Regions from separate parts of the Oryctolagus cuniculus genome. Here region 2 is linked to region 1. A link is a contact called in public Micro-C data. All regions are on one chromosome and are shown on one strand. The core of a region is the stretch at or near the end of the contact, and the rest is flanking DNA. Distances in the headings are between cores, read along the strand shown. Region 1 holds the start of HIPK2 (homeodomain interacting protein kinase 2). Region 2 overlaps HIPK2 (homeodomain interacting protein kinase 2).

The links. Hi-C and Micro-C count contacts between places; a contact is called where the count stands out from the background.
Region 2: a contact with region 1 is called in a Micro-C map of ear pinna, with 2.6 times the contacts expected there. The contact joins the enhancer-like site here to the promoter of HIPK2 in region 1. A contact is called at or near these places in 2 of 6 Hi-C or Micro-C datasets (ear pinna and an unstated tissue).

The regions. Positions count from the first base shown.
Region 1 is chr3:184,253,735-184,261,506 of mOryCun1.1, forward strand. HIPK2 (homeodomain interacting protein kinase 2) reads left to right here and starts at 6,266. Exons shown (of 15, transcript XM_070071416.1): 1 at 6,266-6,514.
Region 2 is chr3:184,391,159-184,398,488 of mOryCun1.1, forward strand. All of the region lies in intron 2 of HIPK2 (homeodomain interacting protein kinase 2), which reads left to right. Among named protein-coding and RNA genes, the nearest start is that of CLEC2L, 95 kb to the right of the region's middle. Within about 2 kb of position 3,218, at least 1 of the 8 cell types and tissues checked has an H3K27ac peak or open chromatin away from gene starts, as enhancers often do.

The DNA.
Region 1 (7,772 bases), core at 5,016-7,515:
CATGCTGCAGTGTGTGTGTGTGAAGATTCGTTTTTTATTTATTTGAAAGACAGAGTGACAGTGAAAGGAGACACAGAGCAAGAAATCTTCCATGTACTGGTTCACTCCCTAAATGGCCAAGGCAGCTGAGGGTAAGAGGGGCAGGGCTAGGCTAAAGCCAGGAACCTGGATCTTCTTCCAGGTCTCCCACAGGGTGCAGAGGCTCAAGCTCTTGGGCCACCTTCTGCTGCTTTCCCAGGCACTTCAGAGGGAGTTGGATCACAAGTAGAACCCAGCACTTCAATATGGGATGCTGGCATCGCAGGCAGCAGCTTAACCTGCTGTGCCACAAGGCCATGCCCACCCGCCTCCCCTGCCATGGAGTTTTGATGCAGGTAGCCCGGGGACCACACTTTGAGAAATGCACCCTGAGTGCTCCCACCTCCTCCTGTGGATTAGCCACCCATTATACACTCTGACTCAAAACATTCTCTGTCTCCATTAACAACTCTTGGCTGGGCTCCATCCCCGTGTATCCACCTGCTGGCTGAGCGTCCCTATCTGAAAAGCTCCTAGGAAACTTAAACTCAACATGCTGACAACAGAACTCATCCCCAACACCTGGTGCATACGGAATAAGGTTACAAGAATGAAATACAAGTTCCCCCACCTGGCACACAGTCGTCGGTGTCCTCACTACGCTTTTACCTTAACTTTTTGTGTTTAGCAAAACTTCTTACAGATTCTGGACCCACATGTCCTTTTATTTTCTGTCCCTTATCAGAATTCAGTGCCCCCAAACACACTCCTTGCCACTTGTCCCTCGGTGTGGCTCCTTTTTATTGTGTCACTCATCATATCACAGTGTGCTCTTTACCTGCTGGTTTTCCTGTGAGCTTGGGCTCCTTGAAAACCAGGGCTGTGGCGTTCATATATATATATGAAGGGCACAATTACACACAGAGAGAGGGGGAGAGACAGAGAGAAAGGTCTTCCATCTGCTGGTTCACTCCCCAAATGGCCGCAATGACCAGGGCTGCGCCAAGCCGAAGCCAGGAGCCAGGACCTTCATGCAGGTCTCCCATGTGGGTGCAGGGGCCCAAGCACTTGGGTCATCCTCCACTGCGTTCCCAGGCACACTGGCAGGAGCTGGATCAGAAGTGGAGCAGCTGGGACTCAAACCGGCGCCCATATGGGATGCTGGTGCTGCAGACGGCAGCTTAACCCACTGTCCCATGGCGCTGGCCCCAGCCTATTCATTTTAATACTCCCAGCTCCTGCTACAGGATCTCGTGCACAGGAAGCTGTCACTGAAAATACAATGAATTGAGTTTCTCGGTGAGAAAGAGAGAAAAAGAGAAGGGGAGGAGAGGAGAGGGGAGGAGAGGAGAGGGGAGGGGAGGGGAGAGAAAAGGAAGGGGAACGACCAGAACGGTTGCAGGGAAACTGAGAAAGGATGTGCAGGGAGGGGAGAGACTGAAGAATGAAGCGATTACCAGTGTCCAAGTAATGTTTGCTCAGAGATCAGGCTGGGGAGGGGCACTGGACTTGGCATCTCGGAGGCCCCTGGCAACCTCGGAGCAAAGAGCCAGGGTTAACAGCTCTTGTGTCACGAGGGTCAACCCCTCCGGAGTTGCCACACAGGGGCAAGCTCTTTCACGTCGCTGGGAGGGAATCTTACAATACAAGCTTTCCGCGCACCCAAGTGCTCAAGCCCACTGTTTAATCACTGAGCGAGGCTTAACTTGGCTTAACAGGACTTGTAGGAGGCTTTTAACAGCACCCTCTCTACCTTCCCTCCTACCACCAACCCCAGGCCTCTCTGTGCCATTCCTGCCTGGCTGGGCCAGGTTCAGCCTGGGCCACATGTCAGGCACATCACGCGATTACCCATCTCCCCAGTGCCCGGAGAGTTCTCTGCAGGGCAGGGGCGCGTCGCTAACCAGTTTCTGCTGTGCACATCCACACCCCCAGCCACCAGCAAAACCGCCCTGCCTCCTGCACATCTCCAGTGCAGTTTCCTCTTCACACAGACTCACGGGGGCCGTGGGCTCTGTGCTGGCCTGGCCGTGACTGCTTTCTGCCGAGTGCTGCCGGAGCGGCGCTGTGCTGCTCCTACACCCCTGGCGAGGTGTCTGCTTTGAGAAGCAGAAACGGAAAAGGGTATGTTCTTCTTCCCCTGATGTTGCCAATGCAGTTTCTCCAAGCCTGCCATCTCCACACTCGTTCCCTTTGCCCTGCCAAGCCTCGCTCTACCCTTTGCTCTTAAAGCCATAGCTCCTATTGTTCCTCATTTGAATGCAATGTCTCCTCTTTTCAAATTCCCTGTGCGTGACACATCTTATCACTGCAGACTTCGGTTAAGGAGCTCTGCAGTTATTAAGCGCCACTCTGTTGCAAAATATATCACCGAAACCAATCAAAGGCTTAAAGCAGAAATATGAAGTAATTTCTTAAGAATAACTCACACAAAAGAGGCCAGTATTATGACTTGTTAAGAAACAGAAAAAAGCAAAGGAGAAGGCGAAGAGAAATAATGTGTGGAAGGGGTCGGTGCTGTGGTGTAGCGGGTAAAGCCGCAGAATGCAGTGCCGGCATCCCATACGGTAGCCAGTTCGAGTCCCAGCTGCTCCACTTCTGATCCAGCTCTCTGCTGTGGCCTGGGAAAGCAGTAGAAGATGGTGCAAGTCCCTAGGCTCCTGCACTGCATGGGAGACCCAGAGAAAGCTCCTGACTCCTGGCTCTTGGCTTTGGATCTGCCCAGCTCCAGCCATTGCAGCTGTCTGGGGAGTGAACCCTCAGATGGAAGACCGCTCCCTCTCCCTCTCCCTCTTCCTCACCTCTACCTCACCTCTCCCTCTCCCTCACCTCCCCCTCTCCCTCACCTCCCCCTCTCCCTCTCCCTCTCTCCCCCTCTCTCTGTGTAACGCTGACTTTAAAATACATAAATAAATCTTTTTTTAAAAAAAGAATGTGTGGGAAAGATGAAAAGATAGAGAGGAAAAGGAAATGAGGCACACACATGATCAGAAAGAGAAGACAGAGACAATGTAAGGATCAAAAGAGACGGAGCCTGGGAAGCCAGAATTTCAGACAGAGAACTGCCTCGCCAGGCATAGCCTCAAGAGACTACAGGCCCAGACAGAGAAGTCTGGATCTGTCAGGAAAACAGGAGCAACAGATACCACACCAAAATAACATGCACCTGCTCAGTCCCTGTGCTGTGAACATGCCAAGACTAACAGCAAGACACACACAGCTCTCTGCACCAGAAAGAGAAAGATCTCCATCTTTGACCCTGAAGACAGTGTAATGTGCATTTTCACAACCCTCGGCTTTCATGAAGAAAAGGCTTTGTTGCCTGCCCCGTATGCAAAGCTAACTGGAAACAAGATCAAAGTTCTCCCACGTCTGCTGACCGACTCCTGGGAAAGGTGCGACTTGTGCCCTTCTGTGGAGACAGACTAAGAAGAGGTAACGTGCATAGGTGTTCACCAAATCCTTTCTAGTTATCTTGCATTATCCTTGTCTCTCAAAGCACCCTGAAGCCAAACAGGATTTTAGCAATCTAGCATTCTATAGACCACAAAAAAGCTGACCTATTAAATTGCTTACAAACTTATTTTTTTAAGATTTATTTATTTTACTTGAAAGAGTTACACAGAGAGAGAAGAGGCAGAGGCAGAGAGAGAGAGAGAGAGGTCTTCCATCCACTGGTTCACTCTCCAGATGGCCGCAATGGCTGGAGCTGGGCCAGGTTGAAGCCAGAAGCCTGGAGCTTCTTCTGGATCTCCCACATGGGTGCAGGGGCCCAAGCACTTGTGCCATCTTCTGCTGCTTTTGCAGGCCACAGCAGAGAGCTGGATCAGAAGTGGAGCAGCTGGAACTCGAACCGGCGCCCATGTGGGATGCCGGCGCTACAGGTGCCGGCTTTACCCGCCACGCTATAGCACTGGCCCCGGAAACTTCTTCAGAATACTAAGTTCTAATGTGTTATTAGATGAATAAAATATAACGCATAGTATCGTAGCCAAATGGGAGAGCGTGGGGACCCACATCAGTGCCTTGGCTTGGCTTTGCTTGCTCTACCCGGAATGCTCGCCAGTGCCCTCTGCTGGTGCCTGTGCAGCCCTCCCCGTCCCACTCTGTGTTCCCCTATCAAAAGGCAGAATTGAAGAGCCCTAGGGTTCCCTTGAAATCAGTCTCATCAAAGTCACTAATGTACCTCTTGCTGCTATATGCTTTTCCGTATTTATCCCATGTGATTGCTCAGTGGTTCACAGCACGGTTGGCTATTCCTGCAACGCTCCTTGCCCTGGGATATCGGGGTCCCACCCTGTCCCAGCTGCTCTCCTCCTCTGCCCTCTGCCTCTCCAAGCTTTCTCCCTCTCCCCAGTCCGATTCCTGCCGAGCCCCAGGGCTGTCTGGGGTCCTCTCACTGACCTGCTTTCATACCTTCTCGTCAGTGCATTTCTTCTTGTCTCTAAGATTTATTTATCTGAAAGACATAGTAACAGAGAGAGAGACAGAGACAGAGACAGAGACAGAGACAGAGACAGAGACAGGGTGCTGGTTCACCCTCCAAATGCCTGCATCGACCAGGTCTGGGCAAGGCTGAAGACGGAAGCCTGCAACTCCGTCTGGTCTCCCACGATACTTGAGCCATCTTCCTCTGTCTTCCCAGGCGCATCAGCAGAAAGCCGGGTCAGAAGCAGAGCAGCCAGAACCCAACCAGGCACTCTGATGTGGGCTGTGGGCAGCCCTGGGGCAGCGGTTCAGCCTGCAGCACCACAGTGCCTGCCCCTCCTCCAGGGAATTCACCGTTAGGGTCGGACTTTGCGCCCACCTGATTGCCTTACCAACAGGAAAGGGAGACAATTGGTGTGCTCAGGCTGCCAAGAACTGAAAGAAAAATCTAAATTCATTTCCGTAATATTTTTTCCATCTATTTGACACCAAGTTTGCTTGCTCAGTGTTGTTTTACCGAAGCACTGCATCACAGAGATCGCATTAGTCACAGTGGGCTGAAGAGGACTGCAGCGTCCACCCGTGTGGCTCCATCTTGTTCCCCAGCGCGGGACTCCTGCCCGTGGGAAGGGGACCACCCTTGGCTTTTTCAGCCGACAAAGTCATCTCCATTGTCATGTACGTTTCTGGAGCGGGAGCTGAGGGTGTTCCAGAAAGTGGGACCGCTCAGAATCACTTCCAGGTAGACAGCAGCTGGGACAGAGTTAGAGGCAGTTACTGGACACGGATCAATGCGGAGCTGAGGGGCACCCAAGAGAGCACACCCTGGGCCCTGCCCCGAGAGGCTGCCAACCCAGAGTCCCTGCACGGAAGAGGAAGTCAGCCATCTGGGGTGGGGACAGCCACAGGGGGAGAAGAGACACAGATCCATGGGGCTGGTCACAAAGAGGTGTACAAGTAACCCCCTCACTGAACCCCCGTTTGTATAGTACAGGACTACACAAACCCTCTCCAACGTGAGCCCAGCCCAGGACCCACCGGAAGGAGTAGATGATGTCTTCATCAGGTTCCTAGGACTGTGACTGACACAGGTGAGCATGTGTCACTTACCCAACAGTTGTGCAGCCCCTCAATGTGCTGTCCAGTGTGTAGTTGCCAGGGAGACAATACAAGCCAGGTACACATGGCTTTTGCTCTCACTGAGCTCATGGGCTACAGGTGCAGTGCCTGATATGGTAGCCACAAGTAGGCACTAGAACTTAGAATTTAGACCATCAGTGACATTTCATGTGCTCAACAGCCAACGCGGCTACACTGCCCTGACTAGAAAGTTCTGTCGATGGGCACTGGAAAAGCGCAGATAAATAGGTGGGCACACGCTTGTGATGGTAACAGCTGCGATGGAGAAGCACAGGTGCTAGGAGAGAACTGTGTCATTGCTACGCTCTCTACGTTCAAGATGCCGAGACAGGGCCTGAGAGAAGTCAGGCAGTGCGGCCAGGCGCTCACAGCTACCAAGAGCTGGAATCCTAGCCCAGCCCTGTCTTGTGCTGCCTCAGGCTGCCCTCTGGAGCAAGTGAGGCAGGCCTAGGTAGACTCTGGTTACAGAGAGAGGGCATTCCTGGTGGAAAAGTGACAGTTTGGGCAAAGGCAGATGGGCAAGGCTGGCAGAGGACCACAAGGAAACCAGTCTGGCCGGAGAGGCAGGGACTCGCTGAACTCGGGTGCCCGGGAGAGGTAAGTCGGGACCTGCCTGCCTTGGTTAACAGCCAAGGAGCTGGGAAACAGCCCTGCACGCAGGAGCCTGGACGGCAGGGTCCGAGCCGGATGCAGATGGAGGTGCGGAGGAGGCGCGCGGCCAGGTCCCGACCGCCGGAGGCCAGTTAAGGGCTGCAGGAATGGAGCGGGAGCTGAGGTCGAATCCCGCCGGCCCGGCACCGGGCGGCCGTGGGCCATACCCCTGCCTTCTCCAGGCCTCCTCTCAACTCTGAAAGGTCCCTTGCAGCCGCAGCCGGCCAGGAGGCCGGGAGCCCGTGGGCCAGGGCGCCAGAGGTTCAGGGGGCAGCAGGTGAGCAGGGCGCGCGCCCGCCTTCCGGCGGAGCCCTGGCCGCGGGGGTTCCCACGCGCTGAGGAAACACTGGGCTTGCTTGTAAGCACCTTGCACGGCGTAGCGGGCCATACGACTCCATTACGGCCCAGCGCACTCGTCCGGCGCCAGCACCGACACAAAAGGCCTACGAAGCGTTCCTAGCCCTTGCCAAGGCCGACGGCCTCTCGCGGTTTCCAGGGGCTTCTTTAAACAAGAAGGCTTGGTCGCCATCCGCTGGACGTATCTCGGGATCCACCGGTGTGTCACGACCCACACGCCGCCCAAGAGGAGGCTCAACAAGTCCTCCCGAGTTGCGGCGGCGCGGGGCGGGACGCGCGGGCGGGCTCCGGGCTGGCAGAGGCGGACGGAGCCGATCCCGCGGGCGCGGGGGGCGCCCCGGCGGCGACGCCCCCGGCCGGCGGCCGGCCGCACGCACGCGAAGTTCTGGCGGCCGCGCCGGCCCCGGCCCCGCGGCTCCCGGCGCCGGCCCCGCGGCCCGCCCCGCCCGCGCCGTGCCCGCCCGGCCTGCCCTCGGCTCGGCCGTCCCCGCCTCGCATCCGTGCCATCGGCGCTCGATTGCGCGCGGACTCCCTGTGGCTCTTCCCGGCTCGCTCGCTCGCTCGCTCGCTCGCGCTCGGCCGCGCCGCCCCGCCTCCGCCGCCCGCCGCCCCCGCCCCGCCTCCGCCGCCCGTGCAACTTTTGCCGAAGCCCCCGCGCACAGCCATGCTGAGCTGAGCTCCGGCCGGGCCCTGGCCGCGCGCAGCCCGCCCCGGCTCCCGCCCCTCCGCGGACCCGCTCGGGGGCCGCGGCCGCTCGGCCCCTCAGCCCGCCCGGCCGCGGGCCGCCCGCGCCCCTCACGCAGGGCCCGGGCCGCGGCGGCGGCGGCGGCGGCGGCGGCGGCGGCGGCGGCGGCGGCGGCGGCGGCGGCGCGCCCGCCCGGCCCCCTCCCCCGGCGCCGGCCAAGTGAGGCGGTGATGCGGGCGCTGGCGGCCTCGGCTGCGCCGAGAGCGGAGACACAGGCTCAAGATGGCAGATTCCGACTGAGGCTGAGGGGGCCGAGCTCGCGCGCCGCTTTCCCTGCTCCGTTGCCATGAATCGCGGACACCCCGGCCCCGATGGCCCCCGTGTACGAAGGTAAGGGGGCGCCCGGCCGCGCCGACCCCGCTCGCCCGCCGCCGCGGCCCCCGCAGCTTTGTTCTGCCCGCGGCCCCGCGCCGGGCAGCCCGCGGCCCCCCGG
Region 2 (7,330 bases), core at 1,968-4,467, 130 kb after region 1:
AGAAACAGCCCTTACACCGATGAGCACGGCGCTCCGGAACAGGCATTTAATTGCTTGTCTTAAATTTTGGCTGAGGGGCAGCGTGGCAGTTCACTGGATTAAGCTGCCCCCTGCGGTGCCAGCATCCCATATGGGGGCCGGTTCTAGTCCCGGCTGCTCCACTTCCAACCCAGCTCTCTGCTAATGTGCCTGGGAAGGCAGCAGTACCTGGGCCTCTGCCACACATGTTGGAGATCTGGGTAGAGCGACGAGCTCCTGGCTTCAGGCTGCCTCAGCCCTGGCTCTTGTGGCCATTTGGGGAGTGAACCAGCAGATGGAAAATCTCTCTTTCCCTCTCCCTCTCCCTCTCCATCTCTGTCTCTCTCCCTCTCCTCTGTAACTCTGCCTTTCAAATAAATAACCAAATCTTAAAAATGTTTAAAAATGATCAATTTTGGTTGACTTTCTTTTAAAAACAAGATTTATTTATTTATATGAAAGGCAGAGTTACCGGGTGGGGGGCGGGGGAGGGAGAGACAGAGAGGTCTTCCTTCCGCTGCTTGAGTCCCTGAATGGTCAAAACTGTCAGAGCTGGGCCGATCTGAAGCCAGGAGCCAGGAGCTTCCTCCGGGCCTCCCACGTAGGTGCAGGAGGAACCCAAGCACTTGGGCCATCTTCCGCTGCTTTCCCAGGCTCATTAGCAGGAAACTGGATCAGAAGTCGAGCAGCTGGGCTCGAACTAGTGCTGTATGGGATGTTGGCACTGCAGGCGGCCACTTAGCCTGTCACACCACAGTGCTAGTCCCTTGATTGAATTTCTAAAAAAATTCCTTGGCTGCCTCATCTCTCCCCATCTTTCTTCCCATCCAGATAAAAAATAGTCTCCTTTTTCAGATACTCCTTCTCAGCTTACATGTCTTTTAAAGATACAAACTCGCTATGCCAAGCTTGTCCTGCTTACTATAGGTTTGTATTCAGATTTCTCTGTTGAAATCCCCATTATCAGAGAAGAACAAAGAGTGTGCTTGCTCCCTGCCCCTTCTTTCCTTACACAGTAAGAATCCGTTTTCAGGTCCTCTTCACATACTCGGGCACTCACTCCAGCTCAGCAAACACCTGTCTGTAGAGCATTTTCTTTTCGTGTGTGTGTGTGTGTGTGTGTGTGTGTTTTAAAGATTTATTTATTTATTGAAAAGCAGAGTTACAGAGAGGCAGAGAGAGAGAGAGGTCTTCCATCTGCTGGTTCACTACCCAGATGGCTGCAATGGCCAGAGATGGGCCGATCGGAAGTCAGGAGCCAGGAGCTTCTTCCGGCTCTCCCATGTGGGTGCAGGGGCCCAAGCACTTGGGCCATCTTCCACTGCTTTCCCAGACCATAGCAGAGAGCTAGATCGGAAGTGGAGCAGTCAGGACTTAAACCAGCACCTGTTCGAATACTGGTGCTGCAGGTGGCGGCTTTACCCGCTGTATACTTTATCTGCTATGCCACAGCGCCAGCCCCTGTTGAGCATTTTTTATGCTCTTGGCAAAAGGCTTGGTGGGGTGTAGTGAAACCAGTCTTGGCATTTCCTAGTCTTGAGCCTGTGCAGTGACGCCAATACCTGTGGCTACTTCCCCTTCCTCCAGTATCCACAGCTCTGTGCTGGGTGTCACAGGTGTAAGAAGATTAAAAATGCACAGTCCAAGGCCTCAAGATTTCTCCAGTCCAAGTGAGAAGTTCATAGTAATTTTGTCTCATTGGGGAAAAAAGTGGCCATTGTAGTGGGTGCAGCAGGTTGAACCACCACCTGCGATGCTGGCATCCCATAGCAGAACACTAATTCAAGTCCAGGTTGCTCTGCTTCTGATCCGGCTTCCTGCTGATGAGCTGAAGGGAGGGCTGGCGTTGTGGTGGAATGGGTTAAGCTGCCGCCTGTGACACTGGCATCCTATATGGGCACTGGTTCAAGTCCCAGCTACTCCTTGCTGTCCAGTTCCATGCTAGTGCACCTGGGAAAGCAGTGGAGGACAGCTCAAGTACTTGGGCCTCTGCCACTCATGTGGGAGTCCCAGGTGGAGCTCCTGGCTTCGGCCTGGCCCAGCCCTGGCTGTTGTGGCCATTTAGGGAGTGAACCAGCAGATGGAAGATGTGCATGTGTGTCTCCGTCTCTTCCTCTCTCTCTAATTCTAATGCCTCTCCAGTAAACAAACAAATGTTTATATTAAAAAGCAGAGGCAGCCGTAGGTCTGCTTGGGGTTGTGCGACCGCAGCCTGGAGACAGCACCCGTCGGAGCTGCGTTCCAGAGGGGCAGGCTGAGTGGAAGGCTTGAGGCGCCGTGGGCCGCTCTCCCAGGAGACTGGCTGGTGGGGCTGCAGAGGGTCTCCTGCGGCCCTGGCATCCGCCTCACAGGCCCGCCCTCTGCCTCTCACTCTTCCTCCCTCTCCCCTTCCCCCGTCTCTTCTCTGAGTCCCCGCTGATGGGCGGCTCCATGACTCCCAGGCTGGGGCGCTCACTTTGCTGGAGGAGTGCTCAGTGCTCCAAGGACAGAACGAACATTGCCCTGCTCCCTTCCGAAAGCAGGTGTGCGCGTCCCAGCTCTTAGGTCGCGGCTGGGATGAGAAAAGCAGTTATGAGGACGTGGGGCGATGGTGTCATCTAGGGGAGCAGCCTGCTCCCCTCCTACACACAGAAGCATCTTCTGTGCCCCGCTCTGTCCGCCAGGGATGTCTCACAGTCAGGTCCAGTAGCCGCTCCCAGTAGCTCCCCGCCTGTCCCCTCCAGGTGGTTTTCAGATCCAGATCGGGTGTGTCTGCTGCATACTAGCACCCCCTAGTGGGCGATGTAAAGAGCCAGCCTCGTTTTTCTTCTGTGACTCAAAGATAGAAAAGCAAACTTCAGGTTTTTGTTGTGTTTGTTTTGTTTTGTTTTGTTTCTGCTCCTTTAGGACAAGTTGAGCTGGAAGGCTTTCTCTAAATAAGCTTCCCTTGGCTGGAAACCTAGAGTTTATTCCCATTTTGTTTGGCAAAGTTCTCCTGCTCCTAATTCCTGCTCCACCAAAATAGCCAGCCACCAGGGGAGCCCTGTCGCTGTCTTGACCATGAGACGATAGGCTGTGGGCAAGTCGGTTCTGGGCTGTTTCCTGCTAAAGAGCTGGGTGCAGAGCATGGGCAGGCTGCGTCCTCTTTGGCTGGTGTCGTCTCCTGGCAAAGCCAGGGCCTTGTGCACTTCCCCAGGGAGCAAGGCCAGCCTCATCCGCCAGCTCCTCGTACCCTGTGCACCCCTGCCTGCTTGGAGACAGGCCACGTCCTATGCTTGCTACTGCCGAACCTCCTCCACCAGCCGGGATAGACGCTGGCTTTCTTGGAGAGCTTGCGGAGGTGGAATCTTAGCGCCTCTTTCGCAGTACTTACCGAAAGCCCCAGGAGGGAGGCCTGCTCCGATGACTCCAGGGTCCCAGTGACACCAGAGTGCTGATGACACCAGGGTCCCAATGACACCAGGGTCCCGATGACACTGGGGCCTCGATGACACCGGGGTCCCGATGACACCAGGGCCGGGGTCCAGTGCAGAGAATGCACGAGGCTGCAGTGGAAACTCACCTTCTGACAAGCCCAGGCCCCTTCCCCAATGGACTTGTTCTCAAAGCTCAGGTTTTGGCTCCTGCCCTCTGGGTTGGTGGCACTGTCTGTGTCTCCCCTTCAGAGAAGGAGCCCGTCTCTGTCCTCAGCCCGCTGTCAGCCCACCAGCCCATGATCAGAGGGCGTGGTAAGGAAAGCGGCTGCCCCAGAGAGCCCTGTCTGTGGCACAGTCCCCCATCTGAAAGGGAATCCGGGGGCCTCTCCCGGGTGTGCACGGGGAGCCCTGGGAAGGAAGGTGTTGTGATTCTTCTGCCCTGGGCTGGTTCATTCATGCATCTACAAGCGTTTAGCAGGCACTCACTCTGAACCAGTCAGAGCTAAATGCTAAGGCAATGAGAGCTTTTACATTTGAATCAATAGCATTGCACATAAGTAATATTACTTTCCTAGTACGCTTTTATCTGGGGCAGAGGGTGAACCTTGAATTAATAGGCTCTCGTGAAAGAGGCCAGCCTTCTCCCTGGCCTTCCGTCTTGTTTTCACTCTACTGGGGAGGAATGTATTGTCGGGCTGAGACACTGCGTGTGCAATTGATCCACAGAAATTGCAGATTCCCTCCCAGAGCAAAGCAAAGAGCAGTAGCCCCAGAGCAAGCTGGAAGGTGACAGCAGGTGACAGTGCAGTTGGGGGAGGCCCTCCCAGAATCTCAGGCTTCGCTGAGAAGCTCCAATGCATTATCAACCCTCAGCTTCAGCCAACAGAAGAACAAAGCACAAGAAAAACAATCAACAAGAGGAGCTGTGATAAGGACCATGTGAAAGAACGCCTGAGGCTTTGTCTCCCTTCTCGGCACAGCCTGTCATCTTTCCCGGCTTCGTGCTGGCCTGTTCAGAGCACAGCTGAGCCTGGGTCCACACCCACAGCCTGGCCCCTGTGCCCAGCCTGCCTGTCCCCACCCGGGCACTGGTTCCCAGGCCCCCTTGGGAGAACCACGAAGAGGGACTTTATGTCCTGAGGATGCGGTTCCTCCACTCGGCCGGCAGTGACACTGGTCTTCGCTTCCTGATAACTCACTGACTTACACAGGTTTTGTTGTGCACTAATTTGTATATGTGCTTTCTCTCACAATTAACAAAAAGACTTAAAAGCTTTTTAAAAGAATGTGAGGCAGTGTAACTGTGAAGAGACTCACCACGAGTAAATACCTTGCAGAAAGTCCTAATTCCGTTTCTGGGCGACAGGTGCTCCTTAGACTTTTTTTTTTTTTTTTTTTGGCCAACTTTTTTTTTTAATATTTATGTATTTATTTGCTTGAGAGGGAGAGAGAGAGATCTTTCATCCGCTGGTTCACTCCCCAGATGGCCACAATGGCCAGAGCTGCGCTGATCTGCAAAGCCAAGAGCTTCTTTCAGGTCTCCCACGTGGGTGCAGGGGCCCAAGCACCTGGGCCATCTCCCACTGCTTTCCCAGGCCACAGCAGGGAGCCGGATTGGAAGTGGAGCAGCCAGGACTTGAACCAGCGCCCATACGGGGTGCCGGCACTGCAGGCGGTGACTTTACCCACTACACCACAGTGCCGGCCCCATTTCTGGAGACTTATTGAGCACATACTTTGGCAAAGGCACCAGGATAAAACATGTGTGGTGTGCTGTGGTCCTGGGGGTACCGGGAGGCCAGCCTAGCCTCGCCAGCCACTTTGGCTTCCTGGGAGATGCTGGAGGGTGAGGCTGGTGGGAATTACAGAGCCATGGCGGGTGTCTGAGATGACGTTGTTCTTCCCAGAAGTGCCTGGAGCGTTTCTCACTGAGCTGTAGCTGACTGTTGTTTCCTTCTCTTCTTGCCTGCCCTTCCTGCTCTTCTCACGTCACCAAGCAGAGGCAGTATCATCCGGGTAGCTGCACGGCTCCAGCTGTGTTCTCCTTACTGTGTTATATGTGCACAAGCACGTCACAGCGAATTTAGAGGCCTCCGCCTGAGAACTGGTTTCCAGTTCTCACCAGTGTCATCCCAAGTTTTTGGAGTCTATGCAGTTTTAGGTCCAGATGCAGTCTTTTCTTCTGGTATATAAGCAGCAGAGTTAGATTTGAGTACTGAGCATGAAAATGTGTGTGCGGTTTGTGTGTGTGATGTGTGTGTATGTGTGGGGTGTGTATGTGTGGGGTGTATGTGTGGTATGTATGGTATGGTGTGTATGTGTGGTGTGGTGTGTGATGTGTGTGTATGTGTGGTGTGTATATGTGCGGGGTGTGTGTGGGGTGTGTGATGTGTGTGTATGTGTGGTGTGTATATGTGTGGGGTGTGTGTGGGGTGTGTGATGTGTGTGTATGTGTGGTGTGTATATGTGTGGGGTATGTGTGGGGTGTGTGATGTGTGTGTATGTGTGGTGTGTATATGTGTGGGGTATGTGTGGGGTGTGTGATGTGTGTGTATGTGTGGTGTGTATATGTGTGGGGTGTGTGTGGGGTGTGTGATGTGTGTGTATGTGTGGTGTGTATATGTGTGGGGTATGTGTGGGGTGTGTGATGTGTGTGTATGTGTGGGGTGTGTGTGTGTATGTGTGGTGTGTATATGTGTGGGGTGTGTGTGGGGTGTGTGATGTGTGTGTATGTGTGGTGTGTATATGTGTGGTGTGTATGTGTGGTGTGTGATGTGTGTGTATGTGTGGTGTGTATATGTGTGGAGTGTGTGTGATCTGTGTATGTGTGGTGTGTATATGTGTGGGGTGTGTGATGTGTGTGTATATGTGTGGGGGGTGTGTGTGGTATGTATGGTATGGTGTGTATGTGTGGTGTGGTGTGTGATGTGTGTGTATGTGTGGTGTGTATATGTGTGGGGTGTGTGTGGGGTGTGTGATGTGTGTGTATGTGTGGTGTGTATATGTGTGGGGTGTGGGGGGTGTGTGGTGTGTGATGTGTGTGTATGTGTGGTGTGTGATGTGTGTGTATGTGTGGTGTGGTGTGTATGTGTATGTGTGGTGTGTGATATGTGGTGTGTGATGTGGTATGTGTGGTGTGGGGTGTGTGTGTGTATGTGTGGTGTGTGTATGTGTGGTGTGGTGTGTATATGTGTGGGGTGTGTGTGGGGTGTGTGATGTGTGTGTATGTGTGGGGTGTGTGTGTGTGGTATGATGTATGGTGTGTGATATGTGGTATGTGTGTTGTGTGTGTATGTGTGGTGTGTGTGTGGCATATGTGTGTGGTGTGTGTGTATGTGTGTGCGGGGGTGTGTGTGTGGTGTGTGTGTGTGTGTGTATAGTGTGCACCAGGAAAATCTCAGAGCCAAGATGTTCACTGCCAATGCAAATCAAAAGAACGGCCACCCTGTCCCTAACATTACACTGGAAATGACCAGTGGACTGGAGTGTGTCCCGAGAATGAGACAATGCCTCGTTCCAAGGTCTTGAACATTTCTACTGGTGATAGCCAAAGGCCATTCAATCTGGACAGAATCGCTGGTCAAGGTCTCAAAACGACCTCATCAGCAGACAGTTGTGTGGGCATCAGTGGTGCCCCCAGGTAGAACTCCTAGAACGTCTGCAGCCATTTTGCCGGCCGTGGCGTGAACGGAGTGTCCTCCCAGCCCGCCCTGTTTCCCCTGCACAGTGCTCTGTCCCTGCGCAGCAGGGAACTGTGCCCCAGAGCGCACTGGAGCGCTGGGGTCCACAGTGCAAGCTATCGCGGTGGGGCGCGTCCTGTCACCCCGCCGGCTTTACTCCCACGCTCTGTCCCCTGGGTGTCTTCCCTTCTGCTCATCTCTCTAGCACCCTGATCAAAGACAGCACACGTTCTCTCC